3 separate regions of the Pan troglodytes genome follow, and regions 1 and 2 are each linked to region 3. A link is a contact called in public HiChIP or PLAC-seq data. All regions are on one chromosome and are shown on one strand. The core of a region is the stretch at or near the end of the contact, and the rest is flanking DNA. Distances in the headings are between cores, read along the strand shown. Region 1 holds the start of BCAS4 (breast carcinoma amplified sequence 4). Region 2 holds the start of PARD6B (par-6 family cell polarity regulator beta). Region 3 holds the start of CEBPB (CCAAT enhancer binding protein beta).

What was found. HiChIP or PLAC-seq counts read pairs in DNA pulled down with a chosen protein or histone mark.
Region 1: a contact with region 3 is called in an H3K4me3 HiChIP or PLAC-seq map of stem cell-derived excitatory neurons, with 7 times the contacts expected there. The contact joins the promoter of BCAS4 here to the promoter of CEBPB in region 3. A contact is called at or near these places in 1 of 7 Hi-C or Micro-C datasets (stem cell-derived neural progenitor cells) and 1 of 1 datasets of contacts at active chromatin or transcription factors (stem cell-derived excitatory neurons).
Region 2: a contact with region 3 is called in an H3K4me3 HiChIP or PLAC-seq map of stem cell-derived excitatory neurons, with 5 times the contacts expected there. The contact joins the promoter of PARD6B here to the promoter of CEBPB in region 3. A contact is called at or near these places in 1 of 7 Hi-C or Micro-C datasets (stem cell-derived neural progenitor cells) and 1 of 1 datasets of contacts at active chromatin or transcription factors (stem cell-derived excitatory neurons).

Annotation. Positions count from the first base shown.
Region 1 is chr21:57,083,730-57,086,429 of NHGRI_mPanTro3-v2.0_pri, reverse strand. BCAS4 (breast carcinoma amplified sequence 4) reads right to left here and starts at 1,362. Exons shown (of 6, transcript XM_063803110.1): 1 at 1,083-1,362. The coding sequence starts at 1,262.
Region 2 is chr21:57,019,689-57,022,474 of NHGRI_mPanTro3-v2.0_pri, reverse strand. It overlaps PARD6B (par-6 family cell polarity regulator beta), which reads right to left and starts at 1,526. Exons shown (of 3, transcript XM_003317010.7): 1 at 999-1,526. The coding sequence starts at 1,064.
Region 3 is chr21:56,476,513-56,479,212 of NHGRI_mPanTro3-v2.0_pri, reverse strand. It overlaps CEBPB (CCAAT enhancer binding protein beta), which reads right to left and starts at 1,329. Exons shown (of 1, transcript XM_525353.8): 1 at 1-1,329. The coding sequence starts at 876.

The sequences.
Region 1 (2,700 bases), core at 113-2,612, 610 kb before region 3:
CGCCCGGCTAATTTTTGTATTTTTAGTAGAGACGGGGTTTCGCCATGTTGGTCAGGCTGGTCTCGAGCTCCTGACCTCAGGTGATCCACCCGTCTCGGCCTCCCAATAGTGCTGGGATTACAAGCGTGAGCCACCACGCCTGGCGAGATAGATTTTTTTTTTAATGTCTCACTCTGTCGCCCAGGCTGGAGTGCAGTGGCATGATCAAGCCTCACTGCAGCCTCACTCTTCCCCGTCCCCTATCCCCATCCCAAGCAATCCTCCTGCCTCAGCCTCCCAGAATGCTGGGACCACTGGCACGAGCCAATACTCTGCCTAGGCAGATACAGATATCTACATTTGTAAATGCATTTTAAATGTCCGGAATGATTTATACCAAAGAGTTAATGCTGGTTTTCTAAGAAAACTAGAATTGGGGTGGGAGAGAAAAGAGAAAGGGGTGCATAGCCTTTATTTTAAATACTCCTGTACTGCTTTTGTGGTTTAAAAAGAGAATGGGTTGAATTTCTGACCGTAAATAACTCCTAGTGAACTCAGACAAATAACTTTTTCACAACAGCGTCGACAGATGCCTCCAGCCGGAAGGTAGAGGGTCTCGTTTTAGATCTGCTTTTCACTTGGTGCTTTTAAAATAGAAAGCGCAGACAGAGGCGTGGTGTTTTCGCTCCGAGCTGCAGCAGCGCAGCGCGGCTTCGGGGCTCCCCGCACAGCCGCAGCCTGAGGCGCCGCTCGGCCCGGGCACCGCTCGGAGGTAGCCGGGGCAGCAGAGGTCCCGGGGTCCGCCTCTCCCAGGGCCGGCCTGGCAAAGGGCGGCGCCTGAGGACCCGGCGGATGCTGGGGGACCCGGGTGGGGAGGGAAAGCGAACCTGGGCCTCCGGGGCCCGGTGTCGCCCGGAGGAGCGAGCAGGGACGACCCGCTGCACATCTCTGGGTGGCGCCCCGCAGCCACCCTTCAGGAAGGGGGGAATCCCCGGGCCCCCCACTCCGGGAGCGAGAGGATGCTCCGGGGAAGCCGAGGGTCCGGAGCCCGGACCCCTAACCGCGAGAACCCTCTCCTCCAACTCCACAGCCCCGTCCCCTACCTCGGCCCCAGGCTCGGGGGTCAGGAAGAGCGCGAGCTCGCGCGCCCCGCTGCGCACGGGCTCCGGCTGATCAGCGTCCACGAGCAGCATCAGGAGGGCGACGGGGTCCGGCTGGCGGAGGCTGCCTGGGAGCCCGTGGTTGCGCCCGGGCCTCGGAGCCCCGCCCCCGGTCCGCTGCATGCCCCGCGGCCCGCCTGGCGGAGGCGGGGCAGGTGCGCTCCCGGCGGTCGCGGCTCGCAGCTCCAGGAGCGCCGGGCCGAGCGGGCAGCGCCACCCAGTGGCGAGCGGCGCGCGCTGCGCCCGCCTCCGCAGCACCTGGGCATCAGTGCTTTGCAAACTCGCTTGCAGATGGCAGTCACCTGGAGCTCTTTTAGAATTTCCCAAGCCTGGACCACACCGTCTCTGGGTTAAGACCTGGGCATCAGGATCTTTTGATGTTTGCTAGGTGGTTCCAACCAGATTGTTGACCCAAAGCTAAATTTGAGAACTATTGGGGCAAGCCACCCCTCCCCATCGGAATCCCGGTAGAGTACAGGCTCCCGGCCCCGGACCCGGCCGTAAAATAGAATCCCCGGGGAGCTTTTAAAAGCCCGGAAGCCAGGCCTCGCATCAGGCCGATTAAGTCGGAATCCTTCGGAGTGGGGCTTGGGCATCGGTAGTTTCTAAAACTCCCCGGGTGATTCTAACGGGCGTCCGGGTTAGAGAGGCGCTAGCTTAGAGGAAGCCCAAAGCCGCCCGCCCCCCGCCCGTTCCCATCCTACTAAAGCATCTAGTTTGCATCGGGCGGAGGGTCCTGGAATTTAGGGAAGGCCGAGTGTAACGGTCCTCGTCTTCCTCTTCGGTGCAGATTTTAAAATAAACTTCACCAGGAAACTATTGAGCGCACTACATTTCACAACCGCACCCACTCCCTCCATGCCCTTGGAGGCCGGCCTAGATAGACCCTTTACAAGCCTTGGGGCTGAAGAGAGCGAGGTGCGCCTCATCTCCCACCCCAACAGTGCTAATGAGGAAAGTACTAAAAGGCAAATAGGTATAAGAAAAGTCTGAAGTTTTGATTTTTCGTTTGATGACTTATTTTTATTTTTAATTAATTTTTTTTTTTTTTTTGGAGACGGAGTCTCGCTCTGTCGCCCAGGCTGGAGTGCAGTGGTGCGATTTCGGCTCACTGTAACTTCCACATTCCGGGTTCAAGCAATTCTCCCCCTCCCTCAGCCTCCCGAGTAGCTGGGATTACAGGCGCCTGTCACCACGCCCGACTAATTCTAATTTTTGTATTTTTTAGTAGAGACGGGGTTTCGCCATGTTGGCCAGGCTGCTCTCGAACTCCTGACCTCAGGTGAGCCACCTGCCTCGGCCTCCCAAAGTGCTAGGATTACAGGCGTGGGCCAGCGCCCCCTGCCTGCTGACTTTTCTTTAAATGTTAAATCGCCTCACAAAAAAAAAAAAAAAAAAAAAAAAAAGGCTGAGCTGCTTGGGCAAACATAAGGAGACTCCATCTCTCTAAAAGAAAAAAAAAAAAATTAAAATTGCAGGGTGTGGTGGGGCACAACTGTAGTCCTAGCTACTGGAGAGGCAGATGCAGGAGGATTGTTTGAGGCCAGGAGTTCAAGGCTAC
Region 2 (2,786 bases), core at 277-2,776, 540 kb before region 3:
TTTTAAATGTTCTCAGGGCCCAGCCAGTGTCCTGTTTTGTATTCTGCAACGTCTAGAAGTTATTAAAAAGGCATGAAGGCTTTGCAAAAAAACAGCTTGAGGAAGTCATAACCTTTCTAAGCCTCAGTCTTCTCAGAGAATTGGGCTAGATTATCTAAGCTCCTTTTAACTCTTCAACTCAAGAAACGCTTGCTGAAAGTGTTCCCTTGGCTGCCGATCACCTTCAAATTCCAGCTCAAAACCCCCTTTGGAAGACATTCCCTAACTAATCCCACCCTACAGACTACCCTGCTCACCGAGCCTTGAGATTTAGAAATTCAGTGAATACCGAAGTAATTATCAGCAGATTGGCATACCGTTGGTCAAGGGGAAAAGCACTTGATGTGAGTAGGTAGCAGGATGGAATGAAAAGAGCATCTAGAGTCAAACTGTAAAGTGCTACTCCAACATAAGGTGATAGTACTAATTTTACAGATTAAATGCATACCAAAGTTAGTGCTGGAAAGAGCGCCAGCAGGAAGCAAAGCGAACTTTTAAAGGGCTGTTTAGTTCACTGGGCTCTCTCCTTCGCCACTCGATGCGCCCCTTAACCACAGAAAGTGGGAACAACGGGGTGGTCCAGGGCCCTTTACTCACAGCCCAGCAGGGAGGATTCTCCTACACCTTTTGAGCAGCCTCGCATTTCACTCAGTGTGTGCCATCCTTGGATATACCTTGGCCCCTACTCCCGTCCGTGAACACGGGAATGAGATTTACGGAATGAGATTAAATGCTGGACTAGGTCTTCTTCCTGCCGGGGCCAGGGGAGGACATTAGCGCCCCCTGACCCCCGCCACCCCCTCCTCGGCAAGTTTATTACCCACAGTCTCCCGACCGCACCGTCCAGACCCCGGGGCAGCTCAGCCCGTCGCCTCCCCCGGCGCTCCGAGCCTGGCCCGGCCTCTCCCAGGCCCCGGCCCCCCAGGCCCGCCGCTCCGCCCAGCCCGGGCCCCGCGCACCTTGCTCTTCACCTCCATGGTGCCCAGGCAGCCGCTGCCCGCCCCGTGCCGGTGGCTGCGGTTCATGCTGAACGCCGAGCCCCGCGACGGCCTCCTCCGGCCGGGCGGCCCCTCAGGAGCGCGGGGAGCGAGTGCGCGACTGGGGATCTCGGAAAGCGGTTGCGGCCCGGGCGCCTCCTCACAGGCACCTGCAGAGGGGGCGGCCGCAGCTCCGGCGTCCGCGCTGAGCTCCACTCCACCAGCTGCTCACACGGCGGGACCGAGGGTCGGACTGGTGGCGCGGCAGGCGGGGAAGCAGCTCCCTCCCTCCGGGCCCCGGCGGCGACGGCGACAGCGCTGGAGGAGAGGAGGGGGCGGAGCGGAGGCCACGGGCGCCGCAACCTCTCTCTCTGCCGCCTCCCCCGCGAGCCCGCGCGCGCGCACCCGAGCGGGCCACAGCCGCGGCGCGTGCGCGCGCTCACCTGCAGCCCCCGAAGATGCCGCAATCCCTCGCGTTCCGCCCACACCCAATAGAAAGCGCGCACCTGCGCCCGCGGCGCCAACCAATCGATACACGCCTCGCGCGGTGCGTGGGCGGGCTGCCGCCTCAAAACCCCGCCTACCACCGCACGATTGGTCCTGCGCTACGAGGGAGGGGCGGGATCACCTGAAGCCATGGCCCTCCGCCCCGCTTCAGGCCGGAGAGCCAGAAGGCGCATGCGCGGGTTCTGGAGTTTCCGCCCCGGGAAGGCACGCGGGGAGGCCGGCCGGAAGCGCGAGCGCACCTGAAGAAGGGCTCGGCTGGGTGGGCCTTTTGCGCACGCGCGAGCGCGCGCCTGGTTGCCCGGCTCCGCCGGGGCTCGCGCCGCTTGGCGCGCGCCAGTCACACGCACGGTCTAGGGGATTGGATGCGCCGCCCGGCCGGTTGCCGAGGCGCCGCGGGGCTATTCGGTTCCAGCCGGGCCCCCTTCCCGCTTCCACTTTGGGATGCTGCAGCCCCCAACGACGCCCCTCCACCGCCCCTTATCGTTGCTTAGGCGTCCCGCTGCAACTCTTGGTTGCAAAATTCAAGTTTTCCCGCCTCTGCGGCGGTTGCTGGGGGAGAAGCTTAGGGCTCTCTTGGCTTGATTTTGTCCGAAGAGACTCTGCACGCCTTAAGTCCGTCAGGTCGAGAGGGAAGGAAAGTGGGCTGAGGCGCGGGAAGGCTCCTTGCAGGCCCAGCCTCCCTGAGGATTTCTAGTTCAGTCTTTCAGGGCTTTTTTTTTTTTTTTTTTCTTTAAAAGTCTTCCTTTTCCCTCCTCCCGCCATTCCTTGGCCACTCGCTGTTTCTACAAATGACAGCCTCTAGGTTGTGTTCGTTTCCCGGAGTGACCAAGCTGTGTCCCAGAGCAACAAAACGCTGAATCCTCCTCTCTGAACGTCTCAGAGCCCGGCCTCTCTTCACACAGACCCTGTTGGTCATGGGGAGGAGAGGAGAAGACTGAAGCTTTTGGCTGGAGGAGATTCCCAGGTCCCAAGGTCTCCCTGTGGGACTTGGGAATCCAAGAGCTGTTGAAACCTGCAAGCCAGGAAGGGGACAGGGGAATGGAGGTGGAGGGGAAGGTCCAACCTGAGATTTGGCAAGAAGAGTGGTTAGGGTACCTTCCTCCCCTCATCTCCCTGCCCACCTCGGAGGCCTCCTAACACTTGTACCCCTGTTGCCCAGCACTTGTGACAAGTTCCAGGTTTTCCATTTTTGTGTGCATCTGAGTTTTGTGAGTAATCTGCCACCAGCCTAGAATGAAAGCTCCCGAAGGCGCAGGGACGGCT
Region 3 (2,700 bases), core at 80-2,579:
GGCCTTGTCGCGGCTCTTGCGCACCGCGATGTTGTTGCGCTCGCGCCGGATCTTGTACTCGTCGCTGTGCTTGTCCACGGTCTTCTTGGCCTTGCTCTTGACCTGCGAGGGCGCCGGCGCGGCCCCCGCGTAGCAGGCGGTCGGGGGCGCCTTGGCGTCAGCGGGGCTCGGCGTGCCGGGCGGGCTGGACGACGAGGACGTGGAGAGGCTCCCGCTGCTGCCGCTCGGCACCGCCTGGTAGCCGAGGTAAGCGCGCAGCGCGTACGGGAAGCCCGCCGCCATGCCTGCGCCGCCGCCCGGCGCCCCGGCCTCCTCCTTCCGCTTGCAGTCCGCGGGCTCGAAGCCCGGCTCCGCCTTGAGCTCGGCGGGCGGCGGCGGCGGCGGGGGCGGTGGGTGCAGGGGCGCGAAGCAGCCGGGGTGCAGCGCGCCCTTGGCGGCCCCCAGGCGCCCCAGGCTCACGTAGCCGTACTCGGCCGGCTTCTTGCAGTTCTTGCCCCCGTAGTCGTCGGAGAAGAGGTCGGAGAGGAAGTCGTGGTGCTGCCCGGAGGAGGCGGGCGCGGGGGCGGGCGCGGGCGGAGCCGCCTCGAAGGTGTCCGTGGCCGTGGCGGGCGCCGGGGCCTGCGGCGCGCCCAGCGGCTCCAGGTACGGGCTGAAGTCGATGGCGCGCTCGTGGTCGCCGATGCTGCCCAGCTCGCCGGCGGGGGGGCGCGGCCCGGGTCTGGCCGCGGGGGGCGCCGCGGGGGCCGCCTTGCCGCCGTACGCAGCAGCCAAGCAGTCCGCCTCGTAGTAGAAGTTGGCCACTTCCATGGATTTAAAGGCAGGCGGCGGCGGCGGCAGGGGGAGACATGCTGGGTCCCAGGCCACCAGGCGTTGCATGAACGCGGGTGCCCGGGGAGGGGGCCTGGGGCTGCCCGCTCCGGCCGGCCCGCAGGTGGCGCGGCCTCCCTGCTCTGAGCTGTCGCCGCTGCGTCGCTGCTGCTGCTGCCGCCGCTGCTGGGGTGGCCGCTATTAGTGCGGGGGCTGGTGGCTGGACCCTCGGGTGGGTCCCCTTCCCAGTCCCGTGCGCGGCTCTGACTCGCTAAAGTTTCTCCTGAGCCCGGTTATTTATAAGGGCGGCCCGTAGCAACCGCTGCGTCACGCCGGCCCCTCCCGCCGCGCCGCCGGGACGCGAAGGACACGGCCGCGGCCGCCTGAGACCCCCGGGAGGACGGCGGCAGGGCGCAGCGGAGGGACCGGGCACCCGGAGCGCGTTTTCGGGGGGCCCCCGGAACGCAGGGGGCGGCCTCACGCCCCCTGCCCACCCCCGCCCGGCCGCCCCGGGATTGGGAGCGAGAGGGGGCGGTGCGACCCCGCCCCCGGACCGCCCCTCTGGGCTGGAGGCTGTCCTGGAAGGCGGGGGAATCGGAGGAGGGGGCGACCTGATCGCCTTCCCCCCGAGACGCGGCCCCGGCCCGCCCCCTGCTGGAGGAGGCGGAGGTTTCAGGAGGGCCGAGCAGAGCCCCGACGGCCGACCAGGGTCGGCTCCCCGGGCCGAACCCTGGAGACCCCAGCCCGCAGCTCTAGCTCCAGGAGAAGCTACCCATCTCCGTGGCCATTCCTCCCGTAAACTCCCACCTCCTCCCCAGGTCCCCGGCTTTAAAAAGAAGACTCCACGCCTGTGACGACTCCCCTCTTAAGCCACCGCCAATATGAGGACCCCGGGGGTCGGGGCGACCGGGCAGGATCGCGCTCCGCTTGGGGCTGGACCCTGGTCCACGGAGCCCCGCCCCTAGCCCCGCCCACCACACCTGCCGCCTGCTCCAGGCTTGGACACGCCCGGGTCTTCTCTTGCCCCGCGCCGCGCCACCCGACCTGGGCCCTGGGATGGGGCAGGGGCGGGGGGTGCTCGGCCCTGCCACACTGTGTGACCTTGGGTGAGTCACTTCACTTCTCCCAGCTGCAATCCATGAAGGGTGTCGCTACTGTTAGTGGTGGTGGCATTGTTCCCACCAGACTCCCAAACTAAGGCTTACGTTGTGGGCTGCACATCAGAGAGAAAGGGACCCCCACGGATTGTGCCAGTGGAGGCCCAGAGGGAGCATGGCATGGCATACCAAGGTCACATGGCCGCATGTCCCCCGTTCATCCCAAACGAAATGCCCTCATCTGAGCCCTAAGACCTATTGCCAGTCCCAGAGGCCAAAAACTTCTGTTTCTGAAGTTGCTAGGGAGGGACTTAAGCGAGGCCTCACGGGAGGGGGGTGGTATGCAGGAAAGAGAAGGAAAGAGAAAGATAAGTTTTTACCAAGTCCCTGCCCTGTGCTCAGGGTGGGCCTGGACCCCGAGGTTCAACTTTTTTCACCCCACCAGAAAGATGCTTTTGTTGCTGCCATTTCACAGATGGGAAAGCGACAACGGCCTGCCTGGACTTGAACACAGGCCCAAGGCCTTCTGACCACTTGCCCGCCTCTGCTGGGTAGGCTCAGGTTAGAGGGCCCTTTGCCCTCCCGGACCCATTCCTAGGCCATTGGGGCAGCTCCCTGGGCCCACCTCTCTGCCACTCCTAGCCCAGGCCACCTAGGCAGGAGCTCCCAGCCTACCCGGGGCTGACCCCCAGCCCACTGACCCCAGCCCTGGCCCCAGCGGGCAGGCGGGCATTGCTCAACCTTCGGTGTTATCTGCTGAGCTGGGGTGACCTCCGCCCCCAAGAGCTGGAGAAAT